Regions from separate parts of the Sus scrofa genome. Here region 2 is linked to region 1. Evidence: chromatin contacts called from public HiChIP or PLAC-seq data. All regions are on one chromosome and are shown on one strand. Each heading gives the region's core, a stretch centred on a gene start, on an enhancer-like site or on the middle of the called end of the contact. The rest is flanking DNA. Distances are from core to core; before and after follow the strand shown. Region 1 holds the start of POLR2A (DNA-directed RNA polymerase II subunit RPB1). Region 2 holds the start of MPDU1 (mannose-P-dolichol utilization defect 1).

Evidence for each region. HiChIP or PLAC-seq counts read pairs in DNA pulled down with a chosen protein or histone mark.
Region 2: an H3K27ac HiChIP or PLAC-seq map of alveolar macrophages shows a contact between it and region 1. The contact joins the promoter of MPDU1 here to the promoter of POLR2A in region 1. A contact is called at or near these places in 2 of 5 promoter capture datasets (fetal liver and fetal skeletal muscle), 9 of 47 Hi-C or Micro-C datasets (blood, embryonic fibroblasts, epiblast stem cells and 4 more) and 2 of 2 datasets of contacts at active chromatin or transcription factors (alveolar macrophages and skeletal muscle).

Annotation. Positions count from the first base shown.
Region 1 is chr12:52,776,985-52,782,380 of Sscrofa11.1, reverse strand. It overlaps POLR2A (DNA-directed RNA polymerase II subunit RPB1), which reads right to left and starts at 2,548. Exons shown (of 31, transcript XM_021067825.1): 1 at 2,059-2,548. The coding sequence starts at 2,151. SLC35G6 (solute carrier family 35 member G6) reads right to left here. Exons shown (of 3, transcript XM_003483096.4): 3 at 2,806-4,985. The coding sequence ends at 3,969.
Region 2 is chr12:52,875,979-52,881,374 of Sscrofa11.1, reverse strand. MPDU1 (mannose-P-dolichol utilization defect 1) reads right to left here and starts at 2,451. Exons shown (of 7, transcript NM_001044619.1): 1 at 2,338-2,451; 2 at 589-654; 3 at 270-402. The coding sequence starts at 2,440. CD68 (CD68 molecule) reads right to left here. Exons shown (of 6, transcript NM_001291776.1): 5 at 4,986-5,156; 6 at 4,119-4,449. The coding sequence ends at 4,316.

The DNA of each region.
Region 1 (5,396 bases), core at 1,299-3,798:
GGCTTCTATATTTTTCAAGTGCTTTACAGATTGTTGTTGTCTTTTTAGGGCCGCACCCGCGACATAGAAAGGCTCCCAGGCTAGGAGTCAAATCAGAGCTATGGCTGCCGGCCTGCACCACAGCTCACAGCAACGATGGATCCTTAAACCACTGAGCAAGGGCAGGGATCAAACCCGCAACCTCATGGTTCCTAGTCAGATTCGTTTCCACTGAGCCACTTTTAAGGGCCGCACCCGCATATTGAAGTTCCCAAGCTAGGGGTCGAATCGGAGCTATAGCTGCCGGCCTACACCACAGCAACTCGGGATCCAAGCTGCATCTTCGACCTACACCACAGCTCAGGGCAACGCCGAATCCTTAACCCACAGAGGGAAGACAGGGATCGAACCTGAATCCTCATGATTATTAGTTGGATTTGGGTGCACTGAGCCACAATGGGAACGCCCCAGTTTTGTTCTTCAGATTTCAACCTCGACTCCATCTGGAATTTATCCTAAGAGGTGTGAGTTCAGGAGATTCTAACTCCTGACACAACTCTCCTACAGCTGAGCCTCTTCCTTGGACAAAACCGTCTCCATCCACTCAATTCCAGTCTCTCCAGCCAAAAGGCTTCCTTCAGTTCACTCCACAAAGGAAGGAGTCCAAGTCACCAACAGCTCCACGTCCTCCCTGGTCTCTCCTGCTTCCATCCTTAGCCCTCCTCACTAGTCAGTTCTTCATAAGACAACCAAGATAGTAATATATATATATTTTAGGGCCGCACCTGCGGCATATGGAAGTTCCCAGGCTAGGGGTCAAATCAGAGCTACAGCTTTGGGCCTACACCACAGCCATGCAGGCTCTGAGTGGCATTTGCTACCTACACCACAGCTCATGGCAACACCAGATCCTTAACCCACTGAGCAAGGCCAGGGATGGAACCCACATCCCCATGGTTCCTAGCCAAGTTCGTTACCACTGAGCCACGACGGGAACTCCTGTAAGTTTTTTTTTTTTCTCTTTAATGTAAACTCGATGTCACTCTCTTGCTTATAATTCTCCAATGGCTTCCTACTGAAAAAAGAGAATGAGATCCAGATGCTTTACCACAATTGACGACACCCCACCTGGCCTGTCCCACCTCATGCTTCTCTGGCCCATTTTATTTTTTCCTCCAAAAAAAGATGTTTTGCTTTCTTTTTAACATGGACACCCAATATTCGCTTATTCCAAACACTGCTGACCAGAAGTATGTAAACTAGACGCTGGAGTTCCTCCAGCCCATTTTATAATACTCTCCTCACCCACTTAAACTGACCGCTTTTCAGCCCACAGGGCACATCAAGTTAATCCCTCCCTCAGGCCCTTTGCACTTGCTCTTTCCTCTCCCTAAAGAGCTCTTGTCCTAGAATCCATGGACCCAGAGACTGGCTGCTTCTCATATTTTGGGTAATGTCACCGCCTCAGACAGGCCTTCCCAGACCCTGACACCACCCCATCCAAAGTAGCTCTCCCTCGATGGCTCTCCATCGCATTAAACCGTTTCACTTCACTCAAGGCACTTGCCATTCACAGAATGATCTTGCTCATTCATTTATTCGTGTTTACTGGCTGTCTCCCCTGCCCCTTCCCAAAGAATGTGCTCTAGGAGGCAGGGTCCTTGTCTTGTTCGGCTCGGCGTCCCCACCGTCTGTTATGTCTATCACGTAGCAGGTGCTCAATTAATACATGTAGAAGGGGGAGGGAAAAAAATCTGGGGCTCGGCTTCTCATCCAAACTTGCGAAGGCCCCCTAGGATCCGTGTGATCTCGTTTAAGGTCGGTCTCTTCCTCCTTCTCACCCTCCAGCCCCTCTCGCGGCCAGGCCCCCAGCCCGGAACAGCGCTAAGCTTGCTGACCCCTAGGAAAACTTAACTCTGGGGAGGCCGGGAAGCTGGACTCTGCAATGCCTTGGCGCCGCTAACCCATCTGCCCCGCCAGCCACGCTGGGCCAGCGAGCAGCGCCAAGTTTCCGCAGCTGCAGTCAAGCTCCGCCCGCAGCGCGGGAGGGAGAAAGAGTGGGAGGGTAGAGCCGCTTACCAGTTCATCCGGACTGAGGACGCCGAACTGCACTCGCTTGATGGTGCGCAGCGGGCATGCGCTGTCCCCGGAGGGGGGGCCACCCCCGTGCATCGCGGAGGCAGGCGCGCTGCGCAGGCGCAAACCTCACTACAAAAAGCCTGCGCCGCCTCCACCTAGGTGCTCAGACCCCGTCGGGGCGGCCGCCGGGAAGGACCTCCCCGAGTTGGGAGGAAAAAGCCGGAGGAGGGAAAGGTGGGGGAGGGAAGTAGGCGGGGAAACGAAAAGGGGCGAAAGGAGCTCTCCTCCGCCTTTCCGGAGGTTTTTCGTCTCCCGAAAAGAAAAAAAAAAGAGGAGGGGAAAGGGAAAGGTTTGGGGGAGGAAGAAGAAAAAGGGTAACGAATAAATAAGTAACCAGGCTCCTGAACGGCAGAGGTTACGGCAGTTTGTCTCTCCCCCTTCCGGGAGCCGCCTTCTTCTCCAACCGTCCCGGCCGCGCTCTCGGCGCTTCTGAGGAGCGAACCGGCCGAATGACGCCCTTTATAGATTCGCCCCGGCATTCCCCCGCCCCTTCCTTTCCCGCCCTCCTTTGCGCTACGGGGCCGCCTGCGCCGGCGTGCACGGGGCGCGCGCTTGAGGCGTTGATCCTCCCTCCCCGGCTCCCTGGTTGGGGTGACCTTTTGAAATGACAAGGGGGAAGGGAACGGTTTTTATCCCGTCGCCTCCCCTCCCTCCTCCCTCCTACACTGAGGTTTAAGGTTTAAAGGATCAAGGGTAAATATAGGCCGCTTTTATTCTCGTTCCGAGTGAGGTTTCATTTTCAGCCAAAGTTTCTCATTCATGTCACCCCCTTCACTGGAAAATGGTCTGTTCTGAGAATCGGTAATGAAGGAGGCGGGGCCGGTCGGATCCTCCCAAGTAGGTTCCCGAAGGGGGGAGTGCTGGGGGCCGTCCTTGGTCATGAATATGCAGTAGTCGCGCTGAATATGCAAGAACAGGTCAAGATGGCGAGGCCAATTGCTTGTCCGGAAGTAGCTGATATATGTCGAGCGGCCTCCTGAGACGAGTGGACATTTCCAGGCCTCTGACGGAGCGCTGTCCGGGGCTCTGGTTTAGGATCTCCGGCCTGCGCCGCTGCCAGAGGCCTCAGCTCAGAGGCCTGCTCCGGAAGGACGCTGGCCACTATCCGGGAGAGATCACGGGACCGCGACAATCCAGGAAAAGCAGATTAGCCATGGGGCGGGACGCAGAAGTCCTGGGGAACTCGGGGTCAAAGCCTCTGAACATGAGGAAATCCTCCCCCTTCTAGAATATCTCAAAAATAAGATGGTGGTAGAGGTGTGTGAGGATCCTAAGGGATTCTCCAATAAGAGCAGGGGGTAGGACTTCCACTGTCCTTCCAAAGCAGAGATGACACCAACTGCAGAGCCACATTCAGAGTGATCCTTGTTTGATGTCAATATCACGTCACCACACCAAGGTGGGAGGGGGGAGCATAACCACGAGGAAGGGAAACCAACGCTCAGAGGGGAAAAAAAAAAGGCATACTCCCTTCCGCCAGCACAGCTGCTTGATCTGCCTGAAAGCCCCAGTCACTCCAGCCCCAGTGCTCTTCTCTCTCTGCTGCCGAGGGAAAAATCCTCCCAGTGGCTCATGGCCTACCTGCTTCAGCCCCTTTGATCTGCTCTTCAGATGTCACCCCTTAGTTCTGCCCTGATCCCAAGCCCCAGCCTAGATTCCAAATATGTTGATCTCCAGGCTGGTTCCAGGTTTTCTAGGTAGTCCCTTCCTACCTCCTACCAAGTCCCCGGGTCACCCTTGACTCCAAGGGGTGTCCTTCTCCCACACCAGTTCTTTCACATGTTTGTATTCCAGTCTTTCCTTATATTTACCCCTGCCCACCCCCCACCCCCAGGCTCTCAGGTTCGATCTCACTCCTCCACTTGCCCTTCCCTCTCACAGCTGAGGTTCTGGGCAGTGATGATGGCAATGCTGCCCAACACGACCCCTGCCCCCATGATGTCCGAAGGTGCCACGGTCTCATAGAGCACGTAATACTGCAGCATCAGGGCCACCACCACCTCAGAATGCAGGACGGCGCACACCAGGGCGGGATGGGCCTTGGTGACCGCATAACTCACACACACAAAGGAGACCAGGGCAAGGATCCCCACTGCTCCCACGCAGCTCCAACTCAGAGGATCGTTGGGCAGCACGGGGGTCTGCAGCACAAAGAGGCCTGGCACGGAGCCCACCAGCCCCACCAGGCCAAACAGGAAGGCCACTGTCGGTAGGCAGGAGGGGAAGTCCAGGGAGCGATACACCAGGAGCCCCAGTGACAGTGCCAGGCCGCCCAGGAAAGCAAGCACATAGCCCAGGGCGGTGTAGAGGCCCGTGGTCCCCTCCTGCAGTGTCCCTAGTCCAGGTCCCACAATGATGATGAGTCCCAGGGTGCTGCCCAACAAGCCACACCAGTCGTAGCCGCTGAGACGCTGGCTCTCAAGGCAGAGAGCGAGGAGAGCAGAGCAGACCGTGGAAGAACCTTTGCGGACAGTGGCAGCATTGCCAGCGGGCACCACCTGCACTGCACTGTAGGCGCATCCGATGCTGAGGACGTTGAGTAGGGCGTGGAGGCAGGCCCGGCCCCGGACATCGGGAGGTCCCAACAGTGGGTCGCCACGCAGTTTAAGTAGCAGGGCAATGGGGAGGTGGAAGAGGCAGCGACAGATGAGCAGCTCCAGCGAGGGTAGGTGGGAAGCCTGGTAAGCCATACGGGAGAAGGGGCCCACGAAGCCAGCGGGCAGGCCCCCACCCAGCAGGGCCACGAGCAGGCCTTTGGTGGCATCGGAGGGCCGGCAGCGCTGGTGCGAGGGGAGGCTGGGCGGAGTGGAGGGCGATGGTGGCTGCTGGGTGAAGTCGGGCAGGTTGAAGTAGGGGTGACTGCCAGCCTGTTAGGGAGAAAGGAGCTCAGGCATTAGAGCAGCCATAGCTCAGGGGACCCGGGGCAGGGCGAGTGCCAGGCTGGCTTCTGGGACTCTGTGGGACGGTAGAGGGGCAGGCTGTCTTGCTGAGGAACTCTTGGGAGCTAGAAAGGGCCTGAAAGATGGATGAGGTGGTACAGTGTGGACCTTGAACCTCTAAAGCAGGAAGCAGGGAGTGAGCGGTCCTGGAGCATCGTGTTTCTCTGGGTAAGTTGTTCCTGGGATCCTGGGGAGGAGAAAAAGAGGACCCGGGGATAAAAAAAAAAAAAAAAAAAAAAAAAAAAGGACCCAGGGATGCTCTCTTCGTGTGCGGAAGGGGAGGTGGCTCCAGATGCTGTGTGTCTGTGTGATGTCACAGGTTCTAGGACATCGGGGAAC
Region 2 (5,396 bases), core at 1,202-3,701, 99 kb before region 1:
AAGCCTCCATAGCTCATCCAGGCTGGGGACACGGTTTCTGTCTTGCACACCTTGGCTGGTTCCTTCCCTCCCAGCCATCCCCACCTAACTGACTCAGGATTGGAATCTGGGCATTCTTCCGATGCTCACCTCCTCTCATCACCACTATGGATGATGGCTAGAGTTCCAGAAAGGCTTAAGCTTCCCTGACTTTTTAACTCCTCACCCTAACCCCCACTGGAGTTGTGAGCATTTACCCTTGGAGATAAAGGGCTGCGGGAGTCCCTCACCTGAAGGGGAAGTTGTTGGTGATGCTGTAGACCATGGTCCCAGTCAGTGCCACCAGCTCCAGCATTACCGACTGGAGACTCAGCCCTTCAGCACTCTTGGCTCCCAGGATTTTAAACACTTGGGGCAGTTTTACTGGAGAAAGAGGATGAGAAAGACAGGGTTGAGGAGCTGACACCCTTTGGGAGCAAGACACAATAGCTAAAGAGCAGCCTGGGAGGCATGTTAACCCCACTTCTGGTTAGGGGGCCCAGGGGGTTTATGGCATCTTAGCATTCCACCCACCTCCCAACAGCAGGAAAGGAAGATTAAGAAACATACCCAGAAGTGAGCCAGCCACAATGCCCAGCCCCAGGCATTTGCTGAGGAGAATCTTGAGGCAGGGAACTGAGAAAAGAAAAAGCAGTAAGTAGAGACCTCTGGAACCCAGTCCCAGGCATCCAGGAGGCTCAGGCCTAAAGCCTTTTTATCTTTTTAAGGCTGCACCCTTGCATATGGAGGTTCCCAGGCTAGGGGTCTAATTGGAGCTGTAGCCACCGGCCTACGCCAGAATTGCAGCAACACGGGATCCGATCCACGTCCGGGACCTACACCACAGCAACGTCGGATCCTCAACCCACTGAGCGAGGCCAGGGATTGAACCTGCAACCTCATGGTTCCTAGTCTGATTCTGTGCCACCAAGGGAACTCCGGGATGACTTTTCAAAACAGCTTTTACCATTCCTTTTCTCTAAACCAATCTTCCATTCCCTGCAAATCACATCTAAACTCCATGATTTGACTTCCAAGGCCCTCCGCTGCTTCCCTGTATAGAGCTGATCAATGCTCAAGACTCTTATCCTTTAGTCCCGCCTCTGAGCAACCAGGCAATCTACTTCTCAAGTCTTTCTCCAAGAATAGGGTTTCCTCTGTATCCCTCACTCCAGAACACTTTGTCCCTGGCACCTACTCAGGGACTCAATTACCAGACATCTTCTCTTGTCTTGAAGCTCTACCCCTCAAGGTGCTTGGCCCAGTGGGAGTCAGATTCTCACTGGTCATGAATCCAGTTAAAGCATATCTGTCCCTGGAGCACAGTGGGGCACTATGAACTGACAGAGACATACTGCAAAGGCTCCCCAAAGGGTCTGACATCTTAGGTGGGCACTGGGGTGCAGATGCCTGGCAGATAGAAAGAGGAAGGCAGGCAAGTACAAAATTGGGGAATTCCCATTGTGGTGCAGCAGAAACATGTGACTGGTAACCATGGGGATGAGGCTTCGATCCCTGGCCTAGCTCAGGGGTTAAGGATCTGGTGTTGCCCTGAGCTGTGGTGTAGGTCGCAGACGTGGCTCCAATCCCCACGTTGGTAGCTGCAGCTCTGATTTGACCCCTAGCCTGGGAACTTCCATATGCTGGGGGTGCAGCCCTAAAAAAAAAAAAAAAAATTAGACCATGAGTGGAGTGACCCGCCAGGCTTAGCAATAACGAACCCAACTAGTATCCATGAGGACACGGGTTCGCTCCCTGGCCTTTCTCAGAGAGTTAAGGATACGTCTTTGCTGTGAATTATGGTGCAGGTCGTAGAAGCGGCTCGGATCCAGCGTTGCTGTGGCTCCAATTCGACCCCTAGCCGGGAACTTCCATAGGCCGAGAATGCGGCCCTAAAAAGCAAAAAAAAAAAAAAGACCATGGAAATTAGAAGGAAAGTTACTGGGATGGCAGGAGCCTTGGTGGTGCCACCAAAAGCCTGGATCATAGGCTTTGTATTAATGTAATCTTGCACCTGAAGATATAGCTATCTATTAAAGGTTGGAAAGACCAGATCAGATTTTAACTTTGTTTTGTGAAGTCTTGTCTTTCATCGTTGTCAAACTAATTAAGTATTCACACTCGGCGACTCTCTCCCTCCCCCAAATATGGCGTCTCCCCCCCTACGGAGCGCAAGACACTTCCGCCCTTCTCAGAAGTGACTTCCGCCCAGCACTGGCGTGGCGGTAGTCGCCGGTGTCAGTTAGTCCGCACTGAAGTCCCTTTTAAGGCCCGGGGGCTCTTGAACAGAACTTTGATTGGATTCCAAATGAAACTCACCGTGAAGCAAGTCCCACTGGACGAAAATTTGGTCGTAGCATTTCTCAGGTAAAAGAATCGGCACCAACACCCGTTTGAGCGGCCCATCTACCTCAGCCGCCATATTGCAAAGCTAGCTTCCGCCAGTCGCGCAGACCGCCATTGATTCGCGGTGCGCATGCGCACTCCGAGCTCTCCGCCTCCTGTCTTCTCGCGATAAGTCAGGACCTCCCCAGTTCCCCGCTATTTACGCCATCCCACCTTAGCGGAAAGTAGGTCCCATCCCAGGACCGCGTTTTCTGGACGCGCCCTCCCTGCTGCTGGAGTTTTAAAGCTTGCCAAAGCTGTACGCCTGCGCAGTTCCAGCTTTCGCATCTTTGTTTAAGCTTCCGTTTCGGCAGCAGGATTTATTCTCCTGCATTTCTCCGCTCCTCCTGCTCGGCGCCATCTTGTCTTCTTCCATCTGACTTTACAGTGCTCGAAGTTGAGGGAGAAAGAGCGTGAGTCTGCAAAGTGGCGTTGCGGGGGGGAGCGCTGTGGTTTTCTCTCTTCTTACTCGGCGTCTCCAGAGGGCGCCGAGGGCAGCGGGACGGTATGAGCCAGGCAGCCCTCCTTAGGTTCCGGGCCCATATTTCTCCCTCCTTGGGCTCTCCCAGGCTTTGACGGATGGGAGTGGCAGCAACTGCTGGGTCAGGACAGTGAAGCGGAGGAGGAGGTGGGGAAGGCGAGCCCAGTTTTGGGGGACAGCAGAGCCACCAGCCCTCCTGCGGGCCCAGCCCTGGCTGCTTCTGTGAAACAAGTGCCCCGGGGTTCTTCTCTCTGCCACCCAGCGCCGGGACACCAGCTCGAGCTCTGGTGGCTGGGCCCCTGCTGGGTGGCAGTGCCACACGCTTTGGTGACTCCCGCGCTACAGTCTGCAAGGTCCTACGGGGTGTCTGCAAGGTGGTGGTGTGGTTACTGGGCCTCTGCCACGTGCTGCCCGCAGAGGGGTGGGTCTCCAGGCTCGGGTGGCTGTTTTCTTGCAAGGCTTTTACGACTGGAGAGGCCCTATTCTGGCCCCTGGGATTGCTCTTGGCCGACTGTAAAGGGGGGCGTGGCACTCATTGGTGGTGCAAGCTGTGGCGGTCGGGGCGGGGGGGTGTCTCTTTTTAGAAAATGGACGCAGGCTGCCCTGGGGGTGCCACGCACCACCCCTAGGTGCACCTCCACTGAGGACTTCAGGGTTGGCTTTGCAGGTTGCCCAGGCCGGAGGCATGTTGTTCCCAGGAGCATAGAGTCACTGTATGTGGAGGTCAGGGTGCCTGTTGCTCCCATGGTTGATGAAAACCCTTTACAGGTGAGACAAGAGCATCTCAGGTGTAGCAAGGGTTTATTCCGGGCTTCCCTAGCCTGTTACGAAGCCACCGGTGCAGCCTTTTGAAAGGAAATGAACCCAGCTGTGACCTTTCCCTCCTCACTCATTGCTGTTGTTGCCTGCTTCACCTTAATTGCATGTGATGAGGGTCGGGAAGAAGGCTGCTGGGCTGGGTGGCTCCACTGGATTGGAGGAGAGGGAACTGGTATAGCCAGGGGCCAGCCCCAGAAGAAAAGGAAGAAGGGAGCCAAGGCAGGTTTGACACTAGCTGTGCCAGGCTTTGGGGGGTGGACCCAGGAAGTCACTGGGTTACACGGTGGCATTTTCATCCCTCCTCACCAGTTGTTTCTGGCTCCCTGAGATCCAAGCATGGAAGGCACAGAAAGGCATGAGCCCAGAAACTCATGGCTTTTCATTCTGGCAGGAAGGACAAGGAAAACCAAGCATAGAGATTTGAGCAGGTTTACTATTCTCTCTCTGGAAGTAGGGGAAGGGAAATCAATCATATTTAATAAACATCTCTCCCGATTGCATTATCTCTACTTTTGTTCATCAAGACAGAGAAAGAAGAAACTTTGTCTTAGAGTCAGTTGAGTGGGGAGAAATAAGGGCACCCTCTGGTGCCCTGGGTGTTGGAACAGATGCTCACAGAGGCTGGTAGGCGGGTGGGCGTCTCCGGATGATGCAGAAGGTAACAAGCACCAGGATGAGGAGGCCAAGGAAAATCAGTCCAATGATGAGAGGCAGCAGGATGGTTTGGTCACTGGGACAAGAGAAACCTGGCAGAAAGAAAGGGCAAGTTGGGAGTGCCCGTCGTGGCTCAGCAGAAACAAATCTGAGTCATATCCATGAGGACGCAGGTTTGACCCCTGGCCTTGCTCAGTGGGTTAAGGATCCGGTGTTGCCGTGAGCTGTGATGTAGGTCGCAGACACGGCTCAGATCCCATGTGGCTGTGGCTGGCAGCTACAGCTCCAATTTGACCCCTAGCCCTGGAAGTTCCACATGCGGCAGGCGCGGCCCTAAAAAGACAAAAGAAAGGGCAGGTTGACATCACAATGGTGGTGGCTGGGACAGAGAGGAGGGAAGGAATGTGGGGGATGTTGGGAAGTGCGAGGTTGGTAAGAAGCTCACCTAGATGACTCCGAGCAGAAATAAAAGGGGAGAATGAATGGGCAGAGTCTAGAGAGGACAGGTGCCCCAGCTATGACAAGCTTGAGGGGGAGGAAGTTTGGGGATGCAAGAAGGAGATGATAGGCCTGGGTGGGGGATTTCAGTGCAGTGGGAGAATTCTGGGAGTCAAGGACTAGGTATTACTTGGTCCAAAGTTCCCTGTGGGGGGCAGCTGAGCAGCTTGTAGCTTCAGGGAGAGCAGGTCGAGGTGGAAAGCTGTTGAAAGAATGATGCTTGCGTTTCTGCAGCTGTAGCTTCGGCCCACAGGCGTTTGGAGATCTCGAAGGGATGAATTCTGAACTGAGAATGTCCACTCTAAAAGAAAGGGGAGGAGTTCCCGTTGTGGCACAGTGGTTAATGAATCCGACTAGGAACCATGAGGTTGCGGGTTTGATCCCTGGCCTTGCTCAGTGGGTTAAGGATCCGGCATTGCCGTGAGTTGTGGTGTAGGTCAAAGACGCAGCTTGGACCCCGCGTTGCTATGGCTCTGGCATAGGCCAGTGGCTACAGCTCCAATTCGACCCCTAACCTGGGAACCTTCATATGCCGCAGGTG